Linked DNA regions of Hordeum vulgare: region 1 is linked to region 2. A link is a contact called in public Hi-C data. All regions are on one chromosome and are shown on one strand. Each heading gives the region's core, a stretch centred on a gene start, on an enhancer-like site or on the middle of the called end of the contact. The rest is flanking DNA. Distances are from core to core; before and after follow the strand shown. Region 1 has its middle 170 kb from the start of LOC123405567. Region 2 has its middle 170 kb from the start of LOC123403857.

The links. Hi-C and Micro-C count contacts between places; a contact is called where the count stands out from the background.
Region 1: a Hi-C map of leaf shows a contact between it and region 2, with 5 times the contacts expected there. The contact joins two enhancer-like sites. A contact is called at or near these places in 2 of 6 Hi-C or Micro-C datasets (both in leaf).

What each region holds. Positions count from the first base shown.
Region 1 is chr6H:431,440,701-431,446,537 of MorexV3_pseudomolecules_assembly, reverse strand. No RefSeq gene overlaps it. Among protein-coding and RNA genes, the nearest start is that of LOC123405567, 170 kb to the right of the region's middle. Within about 2 kb of position 2,562, at least 3 of the 3 cell types and tissues checked have open chromatin away from gene starts, as enhancers often do. A contact at or near this core is called in leaf, where this site is marked.
Region 2 is chr6H:431,070,185-431,076,001 of MorexV3_pseudomolecules_assembly, reverse strand. No RefSeq gene overlaps it. Among protein-coding and RNA genes, the nearest start is that of LOC123403857, 170 kb to the right of the region's middle. Within about 2 kb of position 1,646, at least 3 of the 3 cell types and tissues checked have open chromatin away from gene starts, as enhancers often do. A contact at or near this core is called in leaf, where this site is marked.

The DNA of each region.
Region 1 (5,837 bases), core at 1,313-3,812, 370 kb before region 2:
GTTATTAATCAGGCAAGTAATTAATGTATTAATGCAATTTAATGAAATGTGACATTTTATATAATGCAAACATGAATGCAAAAGGCATATTCATATTCTACACATTTTTCTAAGCAAGTTGCATACATAACGCTTATTATTATTTATGCAGCTGAAATTTTGTTCTTAAAACAATAAAAAGGAAGACAGTATAAAACAGATATTGGGCTGAAAATCTACCGAGCGAGTAAAACAACAAATAGTGTAATACTAAACTAAACTAAGCCTACTGGGCCAAAAGCCTCAAGTTTGGTCCAATAACCACCTCGCCCTTCCTATGTTGCTATTAAAAATATAGAAATCCACAAAAAATATACTATGGCGAAATGGCTTATTGTCGTAATTAAGCATCATAGATCCTTACAAGCACACCTTTACACAAAAATAGAAATACATTCCGAATTTTGGGGTGCCGAAGTCTATTTCCTCCTGCATGCACCGACAATGTGCCGTGAGCATGAAATATTTTACTCCCTCTGTAAACTAATATAAGAGTATTTAGATTACTAAAATAGTGTTCTAAATGCTCTTATATTAGTTTACGAAGGGAATACATGCTATTACTAGTATACTGGTATATGAAATATATCTTTTGTCTATAAAATAAGACAGTGAAATGGTGAACCGGCGACCTCCCTGGTTCGGTCACCAGTCTGGTTTTTAATACTGTGATTAAGATGCATACTCGCTACGTAGGGATAAGTTCGGCAACGTTTGGTTGGCAAATTTTGGCTGTTTATGTTGATCCTATTTCACAAGACCATGTCGTTGCTAGTTCAACAATTTGACAGAGTCTGCCCACAAGAAAAAAAAACAGTTTGACAGAGTCATATTCTGCTTTGCGTTGATTATTGTTCATTCTCCTACGAATTTTCATGCATGATCCAAGAAAGTTCCGACTCTTGTTTTTTTCCCCAGGAATCGACCAGGAACCATCGATTGTTGAAATGACAAGAGCGCAGTAGCAGGCCCACCATGTTAGAAAATCGTCATCTTACTGTGCGAGCACCCTGTATTTTCCCTGGTGACATACGTTTCAATCTTTTCATGTCCCTACGTAGCTAGCTAGCTAGACCGATGGATTTGGCATGCACGAGTCAAATCTCATGGAGTGACTTTTTTAAGCGGACAATCACAATGATTAGTGTGACATACTACTATCTACGTATGCGCCTAGTCAAACCATGTCTGTGGAGCAAACCTTTTTAAGTCGGATGCTTCGCTGTCCCAGCTTTTATAATCGACATCAACCCTAAACAAAGGCCACTTTGTGAGAAAGAAAATTTTCTACAGGTAATCCTCAGCAACGAGACAGACGCTACGACCAAAAGGAAACAGTATCACAATGATATATACATAAGGATTAACATGCATTAGGTGAGGGAATTGCGATCAAGGTGACACTGTGACCCATTCTCGTATGCATGGTCGGATGGTCAGTAGGAGAGCAGTATCTTTAATTTAACTTAGCAGGGCTCAAATTTTAGATTTCACATTGATGCCTGCATTTTTTTTTAAAATTTACTTCAGACCTTTTGACAATATGCATCCAATGGAGGTGATGATTCCATCGACTAAGAAACTAACGCTCCTCCCTGATCCGATTCACTAACCCCAGAAAACATTCCCGGCGTTGCCTTGGGGAGGTTTTTTATTTCAGACTGGACTCCAGTATCCATGGCCGGGCACGCAGATCTCCACCATGTAGGACGCGCGATCGAGAGCACACGAGACGGCATGGGGGCAGTCACGTTCCCGTGTGAGGAGGGAATTTGGTCGCTTGGTTTTATGCAGCTCAATTATGCGGCCTCGTTTGGATTTTACCGGGTGGTGACTGGTGAGATGCATGAGAGACCGTGGGATCGAGGCGGTGGTTGCAAGGGAATATGCACATATAGGGTGCCGTGTTCTCTTACTCGTGACCGGGCCCCGCGCCCTGTACGGCTCTGAGTTGAGATTCTCTCCGGAGTTTTGTTGCCTTCTTTCGACGTGGAAATGTGGAGCTTACTTGTTGACTGTGTACGCTGAACTGGGGAAATTCTTCTCTTTCAGTGCTACTACATAATACTTACATATCTCTATCCAGATTCCAAGGCAAAGTAACCTCTGATTTTCGATATATTTCCAGTTTACTGGCGTGCACGCCACTGACGGTACTACGGAGTTCCGCTTAAGCGGTGCACTTTCAGCTCACGGCGTGGCCTGAATCTAACACCGGCCGACGTTTCTCGAGTCCTTGCACTCATCAGATGATGGGCTCTGAGAGGCATGAGACCTCCCTACTCTATAGCTCTAGTACACGACGATGGTCCCGTCTATGAAGCCTCTCATTTTGCGATCGAGATGACGACTACATCCATCGAGCGTACGCCTCTACCAAGGTTGATATACGGGACGAAGAATATGAGAGGGAATAACGAGGGAATGAGAACCTCCAGTTCCTCTCTGAGAGACCTTGCTAGCTGGCTTGGACGTGAAGCCATGCAAACCTCCAAAGGCTACCCGCGTCACGGACGTCACTCCGCTCAGTGCCCTCACGCCAGATTGCCAACACTTTTCACGAGGGACCAGGCCATGCTGCTGCTCCCGTCCCGTGTGATGTGATTCCCTTTCGACCTCTTGCGTTAGCTGCTAGTGCAGGTCTGTTGGGTGTCGCATCTACTGCGTATAGTACTGTATCTGTACGCGGTCCAAACTATGACTAATCAACAGGGAAATCTGCTCCCTCGGGATATTTACGAATCTTCATACTATTTCCTGGACAGATGATTACAGGAGCTGTAGAATGGCTGAAACGTGCTGAAATCCTGTTTCTTTTTTTGGGTAGAAATGGTATGTATGTCAACTTATATATCTCAAGACGTTGACATTATGACATAGGCAACTTGGAGTTGTCTTGGCCTATGAAGTCACCCTCAACCTCAAGAGTCGATGTCGATTAGGATGTGGCAGAAACTGCCATCATCAGCGCAGCGGCTAGCAGTCATCGCCTAGATAGGCACCAACATGTATATCTAGCACAAGAATTTTCATGGTCTCTTTCTTGGGACACTTACCATCAGGAGGACAAACTGACTAACTTTTCCACTCTCCTGTCTTTCGAAATAAATAAAATATTTTCCCTGTTCTCCACGTTTCATGTACCTTGTTGCACTCTCCATGAGTTCCGTTCCAGCTAGAGCACGGTTTCGATCGACCGACCTACACGACACGCTTCGACTGTGTGAACAAATAATTCCCAGTGTCCATGCCGCATCTCATCATTGTACCAAACCTTTCAGTCGGAAGAGAAGGGTCCACTTTATATTCCCTCGACGATCCCCGCAGCCAATTTACAAGACGTATGTCACTGCATTCTTTTGGCCTTTCTTTGATAAATGATAAGTCACGAGCGTTCAGATTTTAAACATGGCAATCAGAATATTTCTATGACAAGTTTAGCTTATGCGAGGTTGACAAACATGCCAATTTTTTGTAACAAGAAAACAGTAGGAAAAGACCCTACCTTGATTTTTCTTTAGAAATGGTGTATGTACGTGGGCAAAAAGAAAACGGATCTGTTACAATAATCCGAGGCAATCCGTCGATCTACCGAGTACCAAGCAATCACACGAGCACGACACCGAGATTTGTTAACGAGGTTCACCAATATGGCTACATCCCCGGGGCCTGACTACGGGCGCTCCTCCCCGTGACACCGTCACAATACCGCATCCCGGCCGTCCGGGCACCGCCACACGTCGCCGGCTCCCCCCGCGTACCTGTGCTATTATGTTGGCATCAGTTACATCGTGTGTCTATCCCCGCTATATATGAGAGGCCTAGGATACAAGTGTCCTATCAGGACACGACTCCATATCTTGTCTAAACACAATACTACTCAGAGTCCAACTATAACCTACCTTGTACAATAATATTCGACACAACTCTAACAAAATCCACCTTGGCGAATATTCTCCACCATCTTGAGTTCATCCATGCGTCAAACTTCCATGTACATTGGACTTGAGATATGCCCTGAACACCACTGCTATTCCCAGACTCCATGTGACTCCACGTGCAACTGTAGTCCCTTCTCGTCTTCTTCACAGTCAACCCTCGAGCAAATTTAAGTTCCGTATTACTCTACTTTGTGCTTCCAACTTCCGGAGTATCCATTCAACGCCATCACACACTAATATCTGACATGCGTGAAAATGAACACCTCATATATTGGACGCCACATATAAGAGTTACCTGAGCTCAACATCCTTGCTCTTTCTTGACCGTCCGTATGAAACTTGAAGGAATTTCACCGTCGCCTTGTGTCACCCCGAGTCTAATTCGCAGTTATCTCACCCTTTTCCCGGATAGTCTCTGACATGTCCCACTGCTATAGCACTCCGCCTCCTTATGTACTTGTCATACACACTTTTCCATGTGCACAAAACACCACAAATTATACGGCCATGTACTCTCTCCGCTTTTAACAATTTCAGATTTTCCGCCACTTTCTCAGATTCTCCATGGTCAACCCTTGTCCATCAACTAGCACCGATAGACCCAGTCACCAACTTCAATCTGGTACTCGTCAACACTGCTTCAGCACCCTCTTCACAATTTGTCTGACCACATGTCTGACCACCAGTGCCTTGGTTTCTCGCTGTGTCCCGTGCTTACCGCATTCCTCGCCGCTATCACCGCGTCGAGCATCTGCTGTCCTGGTCGAGTCTCTAGGGCTGCTGTCGTGGGTATAAGTCTGACAGTAGAAGTGTAGGGTACGAAAGGATAGGCAGAGCCTTAGCTACGGCGAGGATGTATGAGTTCAGGCCCCTCTACGGTGGAGGTAAAAGCCCTACGTCTCAGTGCTCTTGGGAGCTTAGTGTCGAGTGGAATATAGGATTACAGTAAAAGCCATCCCCCGCACCAGTGGGGAAGGGCGGCTTATATAGAGTGCGCTACCCTTCATAATGGCCTGGTGGACAGGGGTGGAAGAGTGGCGAATAAATGCCTACGTTACAGGTAACGTAAGCCTTAAATGTTAATAATGGTGTATGAAAACGTATGACCATTGCCCTCCTGGGAGGTTACGATGTACAGAGTGGAATCCAGTCGGTACGTTAAATATGCTCCGAGTGCTCGTCACCGACTGGATGATGGGGGAGTCCTTAGTTCAGTCGGAACTGTCCAAGGGCCTCGTCCTCTATGAAGGGTAGTCCTTGGGTAGGACCTATAGGGCAGGCCTATGACCCTATCCTGGGACTATAACCCCATCATTAGTCCCCGAATGGATCGGGGTTGGAACGATGAAGTGATGTCCGGAGTATGGATCCGACTGGTATGGAGGTGACTTTGGCGTTGTTTGCCTCGATCCATTTTGTCCTTTCAACCAGTGATCCGAGTGAAGGTATCGGTGAAACGAACCGTCAGAGACCGAGTGCTTCCGCGGAATCTTTCAACGTGACTGGTCAAACTGACAGCGCCGGATTTTCCGGGATCCTCAAATTTCGGTTGCCGCGCGCTCAGCGGGGATGACGACATTGCCATCGAGTAGGTTTTGCCGCCTCGATTACCGCGCCTTTATCTTCTCCACTAACATCGCAGCAGCCGGTTGGGGAGATAAGATTTCGGGTCCACCTGTTAGTGACCCAGTCGGAAGCTTATTTAAGCCTCTCCGGCGGGATTCTCTGTTGCGCTGCTCATCTTCCTCGCATTAATCCCGCTCCTCCCGCAGCTCTCTGCACGCCCCAAGCTTCCTCCTGCCCCTCCTCCTCTGCGGATCCGTCGCCTTCGCCATGACGAAGGGGCAGACCAGCAAA
Region 2 (5,817 bases), core at 397-2,896:
TGTTCTTCATGTTGTGGTCTTGTGAATAGCATAGTTCAAAAGCACAAACACTAAATCAGAAAATTTGTGCTTTTCGATACCTCCAAATCCTTTGCTTTTGGCCAGATTTGCAGCACGAAGCGAGGCCGCGAGGGAAGGAGCGCCAGCAGACAGCAGGCCGACCAGCGACAGGGGTGTGGCCGAGCAACGGAGCAGGGGCGCATGCAGGGAGGCTTCGGCTAGAGCAGGGGCAGGCGGGTGGGAGACTGTGAGGAGAGGCGGGATGGCGGCGCAGGCGCGACTGGCGGCGAGGAACGGCGATGCGGCTGTGTGCTGGGCGCGTCAGCAGTGCGTCAGGGGCGGGGTCGGGCGCGAGACTGCGCGAGGGTGAATAGGTGTGAGCGGTTGGATGCGTTCGTCGTAGCTTAGGGGGTCTGTATATTGGGTTGGGTATATTTTTTTGGCCCAATTTAAATGTATAAGTTTGTTGGCTGTCTCAAAATTTTAGGGTGGGCTGCTGCTCACCCTGGTCATCCTGTACATCCACCTTCATATCCTCCTCATATTTGAGATGGATACAAGGGTTCGCGGACAGTTCGGACATATAAAGACGATATGAGTGGTCCGGTTGGATCACTTTTTTTTCTTTTTTCTCCTGTCCAATCACTGACTGAACGCGTCCGCAGGCGTATGAAAGGTCATTTGCGAGGTCTGACTGTATATGCTCTAATCAAGAGTCAGGGGGTTGCTTTTTGAGCTCGGCCTCGAGGAGGCCTTCGAATTCAAAATACAAATTTCATTAAAATTCATATTTTTACGTTTTAAAACATTCTGAAAAAATACAGATTGCGTGAAGGCATAACAAACATGTGTAATTTTCAAGGAAAAATACGTTGAGATAAGGGTCGTGGGAAAAATTCTGGGGCTTTGTAACATGATTACTATTCATTCTTTCAGTCTATGAATTTATCTTTTTGTACATATCGTATTTTAAGGTATTTCATTTTAAAAATTTACGCCACATACATATAGCATCCTGGTTTACTTGTACTATTTTTTCAGATATTTTTATATCAAAACAATTAAATTTTGAATTTTTCAAAAAATTTGAGCTTCAGTAAGGTCGGTCACCATGACGACGTTCTCCAAGAGAGATCATCTAAAAAAAAGGAAGAAAAGAGATGCCGAGACTAATAAAAGAAAACCAGACCCAAAAATCTATGATTTTTTCTAGTTAGAAAAAGGCCTGAGTAAAAACGCAAAAACAGAGAAAGACCAACCGCTATCTGCTGTCGTTCTGGTTGATCTAGAGATGACATGGAAGGCTAATACTCCATGCTGCGTGTGCTGCTCGTTGATGAGCTCGACATGCTATAGCTCTATCTCTATGTATCAGTCGCTCGACACGCCTTAGCCATTTTAGCCACTGCTCGCCTTCCTTTCTTTAAGAGCCAGCCATTTCCCGTTCACATGGGAGTATATGACTCTCAGAAAGATGGCCATTTTCCTGGTGTCCCGTTGCGGCGGCAACTATGTGTCCGGGAAGTGATTAGGGCAACACAGTCCACAGCAGATACGAGCGAGCGATGAACGTGAAGCACCTGGGCGACAGTACGGAGGCAGGCGGCAGGAGCAGCGAAGGACCATGCCATGCCAGGACCAGCAAGACCGTACGTAGGGGTCCAGCACGCTCAGCCCACGGGCGGAGCTACGGACAGCCAAGTCCAGTCCATCTCTGTCCACGTCCACGGGCGACATGCTTTTTTTTTTCTGAGAATCACGGGCGACATGCATTGGGGCGAGACATTCGTTCTGACTTCTGAGGCAGACCCAGGCCGGGACGTTCATAGCACGCACCACTATGCTGTGGGGATTCACTGAGACGGTCCATAATGCGAGTAACTTCATTAGTAACTAGTAGGCAGAAGTCGCGGCGTGCGGCCGCGCCCTTGTTATACATCTGTATTTTATTTAGAGTAAGAGAAGGGGTGGTAGTGATATAGAGGTTGAGGAAGACGCTATTCAAACTTCTTAATTCAAGGGGAAAAAGCAGATCCAACTGAAAAGGAGAGTAATTTAAAATTCTTCATGGTACATACAACAAAAATTAAGAATCTTACCTACTAATAAAACAAATAGTGTTTTTTCCGTACGTCATACAAATTGCCCTTAAAATTGATTAAAATTACCCACCAATGCCACCTATAAGTCATAAAAAACGTTTCAAACAGGAAAATTTCTAGACTGGGCCGGTTAGGCACCTCCTATATTACGCTCTGGGCGTTGGAAAAAGATGCAGCACACCTGTTTGGGCCGACCCATGCATGGGCGCCTGTTTTTTTAGTTTAGTTTTTTTATTTTTCTTTTCAGTTCCATTTTGTTTTTCTACTTTAAATAATTTAGAACTTCAAACAACTTTTTCCAATTTTAAGAAACTGAGAATTTCGAAATAAAATATTCAAAAAAACATATTTTATTTGAGAATTCAAAAACTACTCAGGAGTTTTGAAAAAAAATGCATATAAAAAATGTTTAAACTTTGAGAAAATGTCCATAAAATAAAAAAGTCAACGATTTTAAACAAAAGTCCGTGTAAAAATCTTAAACACAGTTCGTGCCTCTGTTTTTAGTCTCATTTTTTATTTTCATTTTTCTGTCCCATTTTTTAGTTTAAATAATTTTGAACTTTGAAAAACTTATGCAATTTATAAAACTGGGAAATTTGAAATAAAAGTTTGAAGAAAATATAAAATGTTTGTGAATTCAAAAAATGCTCAGGATTTTTGTAAAAATATTCGCATATTCAGAAAAATGTTCATAATTTTGAGAACAATGTTGGTGAAAATAATAAAAGTCCATGATTTTGAAAAAAAGTTTGTGTGTTATTTTTTGAGTGCAATTGAAAAAAATGTTTGTTGATCCAAAAAATGTTCATGCATTTGAAGAAATGTCCTAAAATTTTAAGACATGATATGATCGGCATTATTGGAGATTATAATTGTTTTTCTTCCGTTGCAAAGCACGGGTCCTTTTGCTAGTATTAACTAAAGCTACTCAAACCCATCACCGTTGTTGTTTTCTTTATCTAAAAAAAGCATACAGCATTTGGGATTGGTCATTTAACAACAACTTCTTACACGTTTTTTCTATCTCTCTCTGCATATAATTTACTGTGGAGTATCATTGGAAGCAAATGGATTATTTTTATATAAGTTAATGTAGAATATCATTGGAAGCAAATGGATTATTTGTACGTAAAGAATAACCAGGATTCATGAATTTTCTATCCAAAGTGAGAAGTATACTTGACTGTGTTGAATTCATGTATTATTTCTATGTACGCGATCACAGGACCAACGGATAATGCATGGAAAGGAGAGGAACAACCACTTTAGGTTCACCTCAATTTTTTCTAGCAAAAACAAAGGTGATCAAAACCTTGGGAAGCCACGACACACGACGCTTCACTTGGTAAATATCTTGACAACGATAAGCAAAATCAAGGGTCTTACCCGAAAAACAAACAAAGCTACTGCTAGTATAAACTTAGCATGCTAGTATTCAGAAACTAATCTTTCATTGTTGTAAGTTCTTAAATATACTCGATTGATACCGAAGATGCAATTGCCAACCACACAGTAAAATTATGGCTATATCAGGTTGCTCAGGATTGGACATACAGACCCAGGCTAGAGTGCTTACGCATGTGGCTGAACTAATTATAATGAAGTCAATCCTACACCCTCACCAAAGTGTCTTGATCTTTTAGATGATTTCTCTTTTTTACTTTTCTTTCCCAGGGAGAAAGCCATGTTCAGTAATATATTTGCTACAGTTTTTCGCTTGCTGTGGTCTGTACTATACTGCTTGCTACTGCTTGGTATGTACTGTAGTGGTTGCTTTGGCTTGTTCTGCAGTTTTTATCTTAGGTTGCTACTACCTATTCAGTAGTACTTTTAGATTGCTACTACATGTTCTTCTATTACCGCTTGCTACTACATGTTTTGCACAATTTTTCTAGCAGTAAAGGCAGATAGCAATATATGCATCCTTGTAAGTCTTCAACTGCGCTATCTTGTTTCAGATCAATCTTCTTGTCCAGTTTGTCGCCAAGCCACCAGCCCGTAGGGTAATGTCAAGAACTCTTTAATTTCTGAAAAGGTAATATAATTACACATCCACAAGAAGAGAGGGAAGGGGGTCACGATTGAGTGTTGCTACTTACAACTCAGAATCCTTCTCCTCCTCACTGGTCCTCCTTAAACCATATGAATCTCAAACAGCCACAACATTGTAGCTCTGCCGAAGTAACTCCATTTTCATCGGATTCAGTAAGCTGCAAATGAGGTCCATCTTCAGGAAACAACAGAAAAAATTTATGAAGTCAATGCTATAATTAAATTTGATTTTATTTCACATGAATAATAACCATTAGTTTATTAAAGAAAGGGTATGTGTTTGATCAGATAAAAAAACATGTTATATGTAAATCAATACACACAGGTTACAAAGTGAAGGCACTTGGGGGAACAATGGTGGTGCAAACTCTAAACATGTATAAGTACATATTTTCAGTCTAATTTTATGAAAGCAAATTCCACTCTAATTTTTTGGAAACTCCTAAACACATATGTTGCTACATATAGCATCTTGTCCTTCTAATATATAAGATGTTTCCTTCTATTTGTTTTCACATCAAAATCACTTTCTTGCTTGTTGTCATTAATTTTGCGGTGGAAAATATCAACCAAGATAAGGGTAGTTACATGTGAGCTATAGTCCACCTGATCTTGTCCACAGTGTCAATTCCCAGAAAACGCACACACATCTCACACCTTGACCTGAAGGTCCTCCTTGGACCGCAAGGTTGACATTGTCATCAACGACGACAGGTTTTAGCAGGAAATGGTAGCTCTCTAAACTCGTTCTCTGACCTCTCCTCCCTAGTGCAGATTGGCACGCCCACAACCCTGGCCTATGCGGCATGCCGCTGACATTGTGCAATAACTGACACTGCCGAGGGCGAACACGTCCGGCCTTGCGGCCGACATTACACTGCTGAAATGCATCTGGCCGGAGAATTTGCAGAGCAACCCACCGTGAAGGACTATGCCATAGATTCGTGAAAATAACCCATTGGTTGACACGAAGCAGAGCACGAGGGGAATCTGAAAAAAATTTGATCACAATCAATTGGATTTATGAATTATAAATCAGAAAAAATAATTGAACTGTTTCTGCGAATTTTCCATCATAAGGAATATCACATTTAAACAGAACCATAATCCCATACAAATCTATATATATACTATCTGCACTCTCAAGCATCTGAATTTCAACCGAACTTGTTATATTCTGTCTGATTACTATGGGTTGGAACAGAAGAGGATGGAGAGAACCGGGCATCATACCTCATGATCGAAGGACCAGGACCAAGGGGAAGGCGGAGGAGCAGATACTAGGAAGCACGATTTCGCCGCCGACTAGTGGATAGAATCGGGGAGCACGACAGGCCTGAGGCAGAGGAGCACACATGGAGGAGCTCGTCCAGCTGCGGCAAACCCTAGCCAAAGAGGCAAGATCCGCAGGCCAGCCAGGAGGGCCAGACCTTGCATGCGGTGGCCATTGCAGGAGATCCGTTGGAGGGCGGCGGCTAGGGAATGGCTTCAGGAAGAGAGGATCGACAGGTGGGAAGAGAACATCGGAGCTCCCTCCCGTGAGGGGCAAGTCGCGCATGCACCCTCGCGACGCAGCAGTGAGCTCCAGAGTTGAAAGGTGATTAGTGGGTGGGATGGCGCGGCGGGGCATATCCTCGGGGGGGTGGCGTACGGCGGCTGG